Linked DNA regions of Mus musculus: region 2 is linked to region 1. Evidence: chromatin contacts called from public Hi-C data. All regions are on one chromosome and are shown on one strand. Each heading gives the region's core, a stretch centred on a gene start, on an enhancer-like site or on the middle of the called end of the contact. The rest is flanking DNA. Distances are from core to core; before and after follow the strand shown. Region 1 overlaps Ano1 (anoctamin 1, calcium activated chloride channel). Region 2 has its middle 7.0 kb from the start of Gm34964.

Region 1 (4,408 bases), core at 1,209-3,708:
CAGTTTTGAGTTTCACACTTGTAGCCCATGAGGCTAGCAGGCATTCAGCCCTGGGCATCCCAGCAGCTAAGGTCACAGCAATGTACATGTGTTAGGTACATACTCCTGCTCCAGTCAGAGATGATCCCAGCTTAAAACAGTCTCCCTCACAGCGATGAGACTCCTGTGATGATGGTGGCTCTGTCTAGCTTCTTGCTAGCAGAAGTGTTAGGCAGACAGATGCTGAAAGCTGAAAATCCCATAGGCATGAGGGAGCCAACACTAGGAGGAGAGGGTATCCCTGTTGGGCCATTGCAAATATATTTCAGTAACCGTGGGAACGCTTCGTGCCTGGTCTCTTACACTTCAGGAGCTGAGTGCTGTTCTGTAGACTCAGAGCAGGCTGTGGCCTATGCACTCTTGTGTTTCCTGAACCCTTACATAGCATTTACCCATTAAGTGTTTGTTGACAGGCTGCAGGAGTGTGCAAAGCCTTTTCAGAAAACCAACCAACCCCCCCCTCCCCCCAAGCAAAAACCAAAACCAGAGGAGAGGACACAAAGAGGCAGGCCTGTTGGCTGCACACTCCTAAAAAACTGGTGGGCTGGTGAGATGGCCCAGCAGATAAGCACTCTTTTTGCCTAGGCTTGATGACCAGAGTTCTACCTCCTGAAACACAATGGGAGACAGTGGGGAAATATGTAAGAAATACTTCCTGTAGAGATCCTGTGGCTGACAGTGGTGGCTCCTGCAGGTCATCTGACCACATCTCTTCCCTACATACAGGGAGTCCCTGATGCCACCTCTTGGAGCCACCAGACACTTCTTCACTTCTTGCTGCTTTAGCTCTTTGCTTGCTTGCTTGCTTCCTTCCTTCCTTCCTTCCTTCTTTCCTTTCTCCCTCCCTCCCTCCCTCCCTCCCTCCCTCCTTTCCTCTCTTCCTTTCTCCCTTTTTCTGCACACCCCTTCTCTCTTGGTCTCATGTGATCCAGACTAACTTCACCATGATCCTGTGGGCCAAGGATGGTTTTGAACTTTTGATCTTCATGCCTCTACTTCCCAAGTGTTAGGATTACAGGTATGTGCCATCACATCTGAATTATATGGTGCTGTGTGTATGTGTGTGTGTTGTCAAACCCAGGCAGATGTACATGGTAGACAAAGCACTCTACCTAGGCCAAAGCCTTAGCCAAGCCAAGGTGTAGTTCCGGATGGCCTCCATCTTACTTCATGTGACTCAAAGTCTGCCACTGCTGTGTTTCACAACTGGCAAAACTCACATTGAAGCTTATTTTATTAACTTAAAACATAAATCTATTTTCGAGACAGGATCTTACTTTATTAGCCCAGGTTCTGGCCTGGAACTCATTGTGTAGCTTGGGCTGACCTCGAATATGCAGCAATCCTCCTGCCTCATCCTCCTGAGTGAGCTTGGATTTACAAGTATGGCTATGCTCCATCTATAGATATGCTTGTTTTGTTTTGTTTTGTTTGTTGAGACAGGGTTTCTCTGTGTAGCCCTTGCTGTCTTGGAACTCACTTTGTAGACCAGGCTGGCCTCGAACTCAGAAATCCGCCTGCCTCTGCCTCTCAAGTGCTGGGATTAAAGGCGTGCACCACCACCGCCCGGCTTTAGATATGCTTTTATTTGAACATTTGTTTTAAATTTTCCAGGGCAAAAACCAGGAATAGACTTGCCAGGTGACTGATAATTCCGCAATGAACTTTAATCTCAGAACTCCAGTCAGAATGGGAGGAGAGAGTTCCTCCTTCCCCTTCTTCTTATTTGATTGTTTTAGACAGGGTCCCACAGTGTTAGCTTTAGCTGACCTGGAACTCAGAAATCCACCTGCCTCTGTTTCCTGTTGGAATCAAAAGCATGTGCCAGAACAGCTGGCTAAAGTCTACTTGTACTTTATTTATTATTTTTGGAGACAGGCTCTTACATAGCTCAGGCTACCTTGAACTTGAGGTGGGGAGCCCAGAATGACCTTGAATGTCTGGCCCTCTTGCTTCTATCTCTGGAGTGATGGGATTAGGAGTGTGTGCCATTACATGTGCCTCCTTTTCTCCTTCTTCCTCTCCTCCTCCTCTATCACTCCAGAGGACTCTAAACCCCATTTCCAATCGCTTGACAAAGAAGCATGCTGGGCAGGCCAGGTTCTCCATGAAGAGTATGGCACCCACCCACCTCAGTGCTGGGACCAGCGGCTAGGGCTTCTACATGCAGTATAGTGTAGGGAGTCATTACTGCCTAAAAACCTGCATTCTGGTGTCCCCTACACTTACTGTGTTGGCCCCCAACAGAGAATTCCTCCCAAGAGGCCATGTGATAAAGGCTTCTGTAGTCAGGAGCACAGTTGCTACTAGCCAGGGTCTGTGGGGGTGCAGGCCACCGGCGCCACTGGGTCTCCTGTCCCCTGGGAACACTGTCCCAAAGACTCTGCACGGATCAAAGGAGGAAGACAAAAGCCCCTTTGAGCAAAAGGTTACTGCACAGGAGGCCACAAACAACCATGTGAAAGGCAGATCATGCCTCTAACCAACTGGGCAGGAACCAGGAAGCAGCCGCTGATCCGTGAGGCCTGGGAAAAAGCAAGGAGCCTGGAGGCAGAAATTCTGAGGGCACACCAGGAACCCCATGGGGTGGGGAGGACAGGGAAGCCAGGAGGCCACCCACATACCCTGTTCAGCTTGGTGGGTTTCTAGGTTTTTAGGGATAGCCTGCCTCTGTCCTGAAGCAGACTTCACCAAATAGTGGCACATACACTGGGAACTCTACCAGGGGCATTTTGCGAACTCAACAGGGCACAGTGTGTGGCCATATGCTTTTCTTCCTTTCCAGCTATGGGACAGTAAACTGAAGAGTTTCTAAAAATTACCTAGGAGAGCCCAAGTTCCCTTTGGGCCTCCAGCATTCAGTACAGGGTTTGCAAAGTTGACCCTCTATTCATTTATGAGCCAAGGGGCTCTGGTTTTCTGGGCAGTGGGACTTAGACTCTGTCCAGGCTTCTATTCTTCCAAGGTTTCTCCAAGGGCCCAACAGGTGGAAAGTTCCTGGAGGATTTTGCAATAGACACATCTCTGGGCTTGTCTGAGAGCAGGGTTTGGGGCACCCATCCTGCTGCTCAGATGTGGCCCAGGGCTGCTTCTATATCTGGAGGATGGCTTTTAAATGTTAAGAATAGAAGGGATTTGGCCTTCCACTGAGAACAGTTGTGCCCCAAAGCTGAGGTAAGCCAAGAGCTCCTGAAGGGCTCTTGTAGCTCTGAGTTACCAATCTAGCCATGCCTGAGTGTGGCTTATGCTATGACCACAATGGGGCAGAGTATGGGACTCTGGGGGCTGAGAGGGTCAGTTTGTCTAGAGAATTTCAGTGGTTTTAAAGTCTGTGGGCATAATCCAGGCCCACTTGGGTGTCTGTTTCCATTGTCTGAGTTGCCTGGGTAGGAGGTGGCATCAGGAAGCCATAGTGTCTGGGCATAGGATGAGAACCTTGCACATGAACCCTGGCTCTGACCTCCTCATCCAGCACCATGTTTCTAGGCCACTCTCTTCAGGCTGGGGGCAGGGGTGGGGGCAGGCAGGGGCAGGGTGTATGTTTCTACAGGCTTATAGCAAAGATGTGAGTAAGGCTATAGAACCAAACAGATGAAGTCACCATAGTTGATGTGCTTGACTGTGACCATGGCAATTCCATCCAGCTCACTGTAAAAGATCACAGGGTGACAGAGAGGCCCAGGCCACCTTCTCTCAGAGGTGGTTGGGAGACTGGAAGATGTGCTTGTCCCTGGCAGGGGCTGGCCATGCTGCCAGAAGCCATGGATGGCCCAAAGAGCATCTAGCCTGGCAGAGACACTAACTAAAGCAAGAGAGAATACGGAGTAGATGGTACCATCTGAGGGTTCCCACAGGTGTGGCTGGTACTACCCAAGGGTTCTCCATGGGATGACCTGGATGTGCTGGGGGCTGGGAAGTGTCTTAGAGAGGCCAATGCCACCCCAAACAGTCTAGAAAACTCCTATCTGGGTCACAGAACCTAACCCAATGATCCCTTATCACTATGGAACTATAATCTCTATGGCTTCCCTCACGTGATTCAGTCTGCACAGAAATGCCCTTCTTACTGAGGTTGTTCAAGAGGAGATGGATTAAAGGATAGTGGGTCTCTTTGTAGGATAAGGAGGACACTATCCTAACTGGCTCTGGTTGTGGCATGCATGGCATCTGGAGCTCTATGAACTCCATCTTCCATGTTCTCTACTCTTCCCAGATACACCCAGTGTTTCTCCTTAACTGTCGCTGATGACGGGATGCTCACTACCAGGGGGATGTGTGCTCTTTCTGTGGACTATTGCAGCGCTGTGTATCTCACTCTCTATCTCTCCCCCCATCCGCGTTCTCCATTTATAACACAGGCAGGAGAATC
Region 2 (4,408 bases), core at 648-3,147, 180 kb after region 1:
TCCTGGAACTCACTTTGTAGACCAGGCTGGCCTCGAACTCAGAAATCTACCTGCCTCTGCCTCCCAAGTGCTGGGATTAAAGGCGTGTGCTACCACCGCCCGCTATGTCCTTTCTTTTAATTTGTCTCAGTTGTTAGTTGTTTTGAGACATGCCTGACTCTATACCTCTGTGAGCTAGAACTCACTATGAAAGCCCAAGCTACCCTAAACTGGTGGCAGTCCTCCTGCCTGAGCTTCCCCGTATCAGGAGCGAGCTGCCTCTAATTCCACACTGTTCTGCAATCCCCACAGTCTGGGTGCAGTGACTTCCTGTGTTTGATTGACAGGTAATTCTTCCTCATTTGAGGGAATGGGAACTATGTTACCTCTGATTTCTCTGTCCCCAGCACCCAACACAAACCTGGCCTGTGTCCTCTGCTCAGCTGGTTTTCCCATGCTGAGGCAAATGAAGGGACATACAGGGGACACTCACACCCTGCTGTGTGATAGGACCTCTCAGCATTTCTGAAGAAGAAGGCTTTTACGACAGCAAACAATGTCTTAGTTATGGCTACCAACCACCTTTTTACTCTACCACCAGCTCTCCCATCTTCTTTCCCTTTTGCCTTGGCTACCAGGAAGCTCCCATCCTGTGTATAACCAAGGGCTGAGTTATCACCCCTGGCAGAGGAGCTATCGCTCCTCCCAGGTGGCTCTGCTCTCCTTCCTGACTTCCTTACCTGCTTTGGCTCTGCCACCTCTGGGGCAACTCCACGGGAAGGGAGGGGAAGGGAAGCCACACCCCCTCTCGTGATTGCCCACCTGGGCCTCCCCGTACCTCCAGGAGCCAGCTCCAGCCTCTGTCAAGGCCACGCAGATAAGATCAGAACAGATAAGGGCCCCATTGACCCCAGAGAAGGCAACAGGGCCTCGGGCTTTCCCCGCACTCTCCTGGCACCGGGCTTGCTTGGGAATAAAAATACCAGGTGTGGGTGGGTGTGAAACTCTGGAGAGACTTCCCAGCCTGGCACCACCTGGCCAGGACACCTCTCAGAGTTAAGGAGTGACAGGAAATTCCAGCCAGTCCCCACCCAGTGGGAGAGGTGGCCTTGGAAGCCCAAGCACGCTGGGTCCATCTATCTGCCCTTCTTTTTCAACATCTGCCAAGCCTCACTTTTTCTGTCTGTAAAGTGGGATGACCATATGCCCTGCAGCCCAGGCTCCTTGAGAGCCCACAGGAGGTGCTGTGAATGATGTGGTGTCTCTTTCTCTCTCTCACTCTCTCGCTCCCCCCAAACAACCCTGAACACTGTTCACACTGTGCCTTTCTCAACTGGTGACACTCAGTCCCTAGTGGGGGACTTCTGGGTCCAGGCTATCCAGCTTCTAGAAGAGACCATGCCAAGCTGATGGTGACAGTGAGGCGGCTTTTCTGCCAGGGAGCCCTTTGCTGGAGGGCAGTGACTTCTTACCTCCTCTGTCCCCACATAACCCCTGAGGCTTTGAAGGGCTTATTTCTCCTCAGTTCTGTTTTCTGCCTTCTGCCCTCAGGTCTTAACAGGAGGAGGAAAGCCCAAGCCTGAGTGGGCTCCCTCCTGCACCTGTCGCACGAGCCAATATTCCCACTCATACGGGAGCCCAGCTGCACTGTCCCCCAGCAATGCCCTCTACAGGTGTGGTGGTCCAGGCTCCGATGCAGAGAGGGGTACAGTTCAGATCCTGCCACCCAGCAGCTAACCCTATGGTTTTCCCTGCCCATGAATAATGCTACCCATGTCTTGTGGACCATAGGAATGGTCACAGTAACCATCCTCTACATGCAGGGAACAGATCATGGAAGCCCTGGTGTGGCCCCAGGCCTCCAGGCCTCCACTCTGTCCCTGTGTGTGGATCCAGGCCTGAGCCAAGAGAGCTGTGCACTTGCAGTTTCCAAGGATGACCTCCAGTGGGCAGTACAGACTCCCTTTCTCCCATACAGGGCTCCTTCCCTGCCCCAACCTGGAACTGGAGGATACCCCAGGGAAGGCCACCCACAGACTGGGATTTCCTTCCAGTTGGACCTCCCAGCTGCCGTCCACTGCTGAGGTTGCCTCACTGGTGGGACACCGGCGGACACCGGCGAGGTGATGAGGAACCAGGCTGGGTGGAGCCTGGAGCACAGAGGGCCTAACAAGTGGTCAAGGGAGGGAAACAGGGAGCCTTTCCTATTCAGTCCTGCCTAGAGCAGATGTGTGGCACCATGGAGGCACTAGAAAGGGGGTGGGGTGGCCTTGAAAGGAGGCCAAGATATCTGCTGTGCTCTCACTAAAGCTTGGAGCCTGTTTGAGCATGAGCTTCCCCTTCTGTACGGGACTTGGGGAGAGTCCAGAGGCTCTAGGTACCCCCAGCTGATTAGGGCATCTGCTGCTGGCCTTGAGATGCTGGGATCTACCCAGGAGGCTCATCTGGAGATGTGGTACAGGACTCAGCCAGCAACCACACAATGGCTCAGTCCACTGTAGCCCAGTCGTTTCTGTTACTATACAGGCCCATAGCAGGAAGGGCCAGACAGGGGTGTTGCAGTGACCATGGTCACTGATGGAGACACAGCCATCTCCCCGCTGTCCCCACAGCTCATGGGGCTGTGGATTGCAATGCAAGCCAGGCCTGCTTCATGATATACGTGGTGTGAGCTCCCTACCAGTGTGAGCTCCATCAGGTGTTAGCTACTACTGGCAAGAGACACAGCTGTGATGCCCACCCCAGGACTGGCCTGGCCTCAGTTTCCTATCTGGGAAGTATGAACTGGTGTCAGCCAGACTCTCTCTTCAGCAAGGTCCTGTTCTACTCTAGAGTTTGCAAGGACTCCCCAGTGCCCCATGGTGAGTGAGCTGGGCCTGGGGCTTCATAAAACCCCCTTGTCCTTCATGAACACACAGAGCATGCTCAGTGAAAATAGCTAGGGTTCTAGGAGGACATGGAGCTGGGATGCCAGCTGTTTGGACTCTGATCCAGGCTAAGGGCTGAGGAGGAAGGTGCTAGCCACACCCCAGAGCTAAGCCAGCACAATGCAGCTGGAAGCTTGCCTGGGTGTGTGCTGTGCCTACACATTCTGAGGAGGACTATCTCTTCCTCTGTTACCTATTGAGCACCGACTGTGTGCCAGGTATCATTGAGGATGATTAAGACCCAGGCTTAGCACTCACACAGGGTCCTAGCCCAGTCCATAGGGCCACTCTGCTATGCTCCCAGTGGGAGATATGACTCAAAATAGCAGTAAAAAGTCCAAGTGGTGACAGTATCTCTAGAAGGTATCAGGGCCCACCATCCAATCACCACAGGGTCCCACAGGGCTGTCTCTCTCTGCTCCTAAGTACAGCTACCTTCTCCTCCAGGTGCCATGTCAGAAGAAGGCTCAGCTACCAACCCTCTGCCAGAGCAGGGACATTGGGTGCCCTTCTAGGAGTTCCCTACCTTGCTTTGCCACCCCTTAAAGCTAACTATTCTAGGTATCTTGGACTGTCTGGTTTTATGTCAACTTGACACAAAGTAGAGTCATCTGAAAGGAGGGAACCTCAATTGAGAAGATGCCACCATAAGATCTGGCTGTAAGGCATTTTCTCAATTAGTGATAAAGTGGGAAGGGCTCCGCCCATTGTGGGTGGGGCCACCCTTGGGCAGGTGGTCTTGATTTTACCAGAAGGCAGGCTGAGCAAGCCAGGAGGAGCAAGGCAGTAAGCAGCACCCCTCCATGGTCTCTCATCAGCTCCTACCTCCAGGTTCCTGCCCTGTTTGGGCTCTTGTCCTACCTTCCTCAATGATGAACTATGGTATAGAAGTGTGAGCCGAATAAACTCTTTTCTCCCCAATTTACTTTGTTTATGGTGTTTCATCATAGCAATAGTAATCCTGACTAGGACATAACTATACCGCAGCTGCCCCTGGTCCAGAACCCTGCATCTCCCTGTCTCACTGTGTTCAGCTGGGTTAACATGTCTTCCCGCTGCAGCCGCAGTGACTCCTGGAGGCAGCTGCAGTCGCAAACACAGTTCTCCATCACAACCTGTCAACCCTGCTCCCTGGCTCTGCAACCTCTTGTCCTCCCTGCATCTCTCTACCTTCCTTCATGCTGCCCCAGCTCCAAGTGTAACAGAGAATCAAGGTCTCCCACTGCTCTGGCCTTCGGGTGTGACCTTCTCTCCCAGAGGCCTCTGGTGATGTGGAGGGGACAGCTTCATCTCCCTTCTTCCCAGGCAACCCCTGGGGGTGCTAGAGGAGCCAAGTGATGGACCTGAATGGCCCTAAGATGGTGCCAGTGCCATGGGGCTGAGCACCATTCCCATCCACACCTAACCCCTGGGCTCTCCTTCTTCTGGTCCTAGGGAAGGCACAGCCACTGATTGGCTTCTGCTGGCCAGGAGTGAGCAGACTGGAGGAGGCACAGGCTCTC

What was found. A called contact is a pair of places that touch in the nucleus more often than the background predicts.
Region 2: a Hi-C map of colorectal tumor organoids shows a contact between it and region 1, with 3 times the contacts expected there. The contact joins two enhancer-like sites. A contact is called at or near these places in 2 of 15 datasets of contacts at CTCF or cohesin (the G1E-ER4 cell line and embryonic stem cells), 56 of 484 Hi-C or Micro-C datasets (the 63-12 cell line, the AML12 cell line, B cells and 42 more), 17 of 115 datasets of contacts at active chromatin or transcription factors (T-cell acute lymphoblastic leukemia, craniofacial prominence, embryonic basal ganglia and 12 more) and 1 of 9 other capture datasets (pancreatic islet).

The regions. Positions count from the first base shown.
Region 1 is chr7:144,598,108-144,602,515 of GRCm38.p6, forward strand. The region is part of intron 22 of Ano1 (anoctamin 1, calcium activated chloride channel); the gene reads right to left. Among named protein-coding and RNA genes, the nearest start is that of Fadd, 18 kb to the left of the region's middle. Within about 2 kb of position 2,459, at least 7 of the 459 cell types and tissues checked have an H3K27ac peak or open chromatin away from gene starts, as enhancers often do.
Region 2 is chr7:144,779,589-144,783,996 of GRCm38.p6, forward strand. No RefSeq gene overlaps it. Among named protein-coding and RNA genes, the nearest start is that of Gm34964, 7.0 kb to the right of the region's middle. Within about 2 kb of position 1,898, at least 24 of the 459 cell types and tissues checked have an H3K27ac peak or open chromatin away from gene starts, as enhancers often do.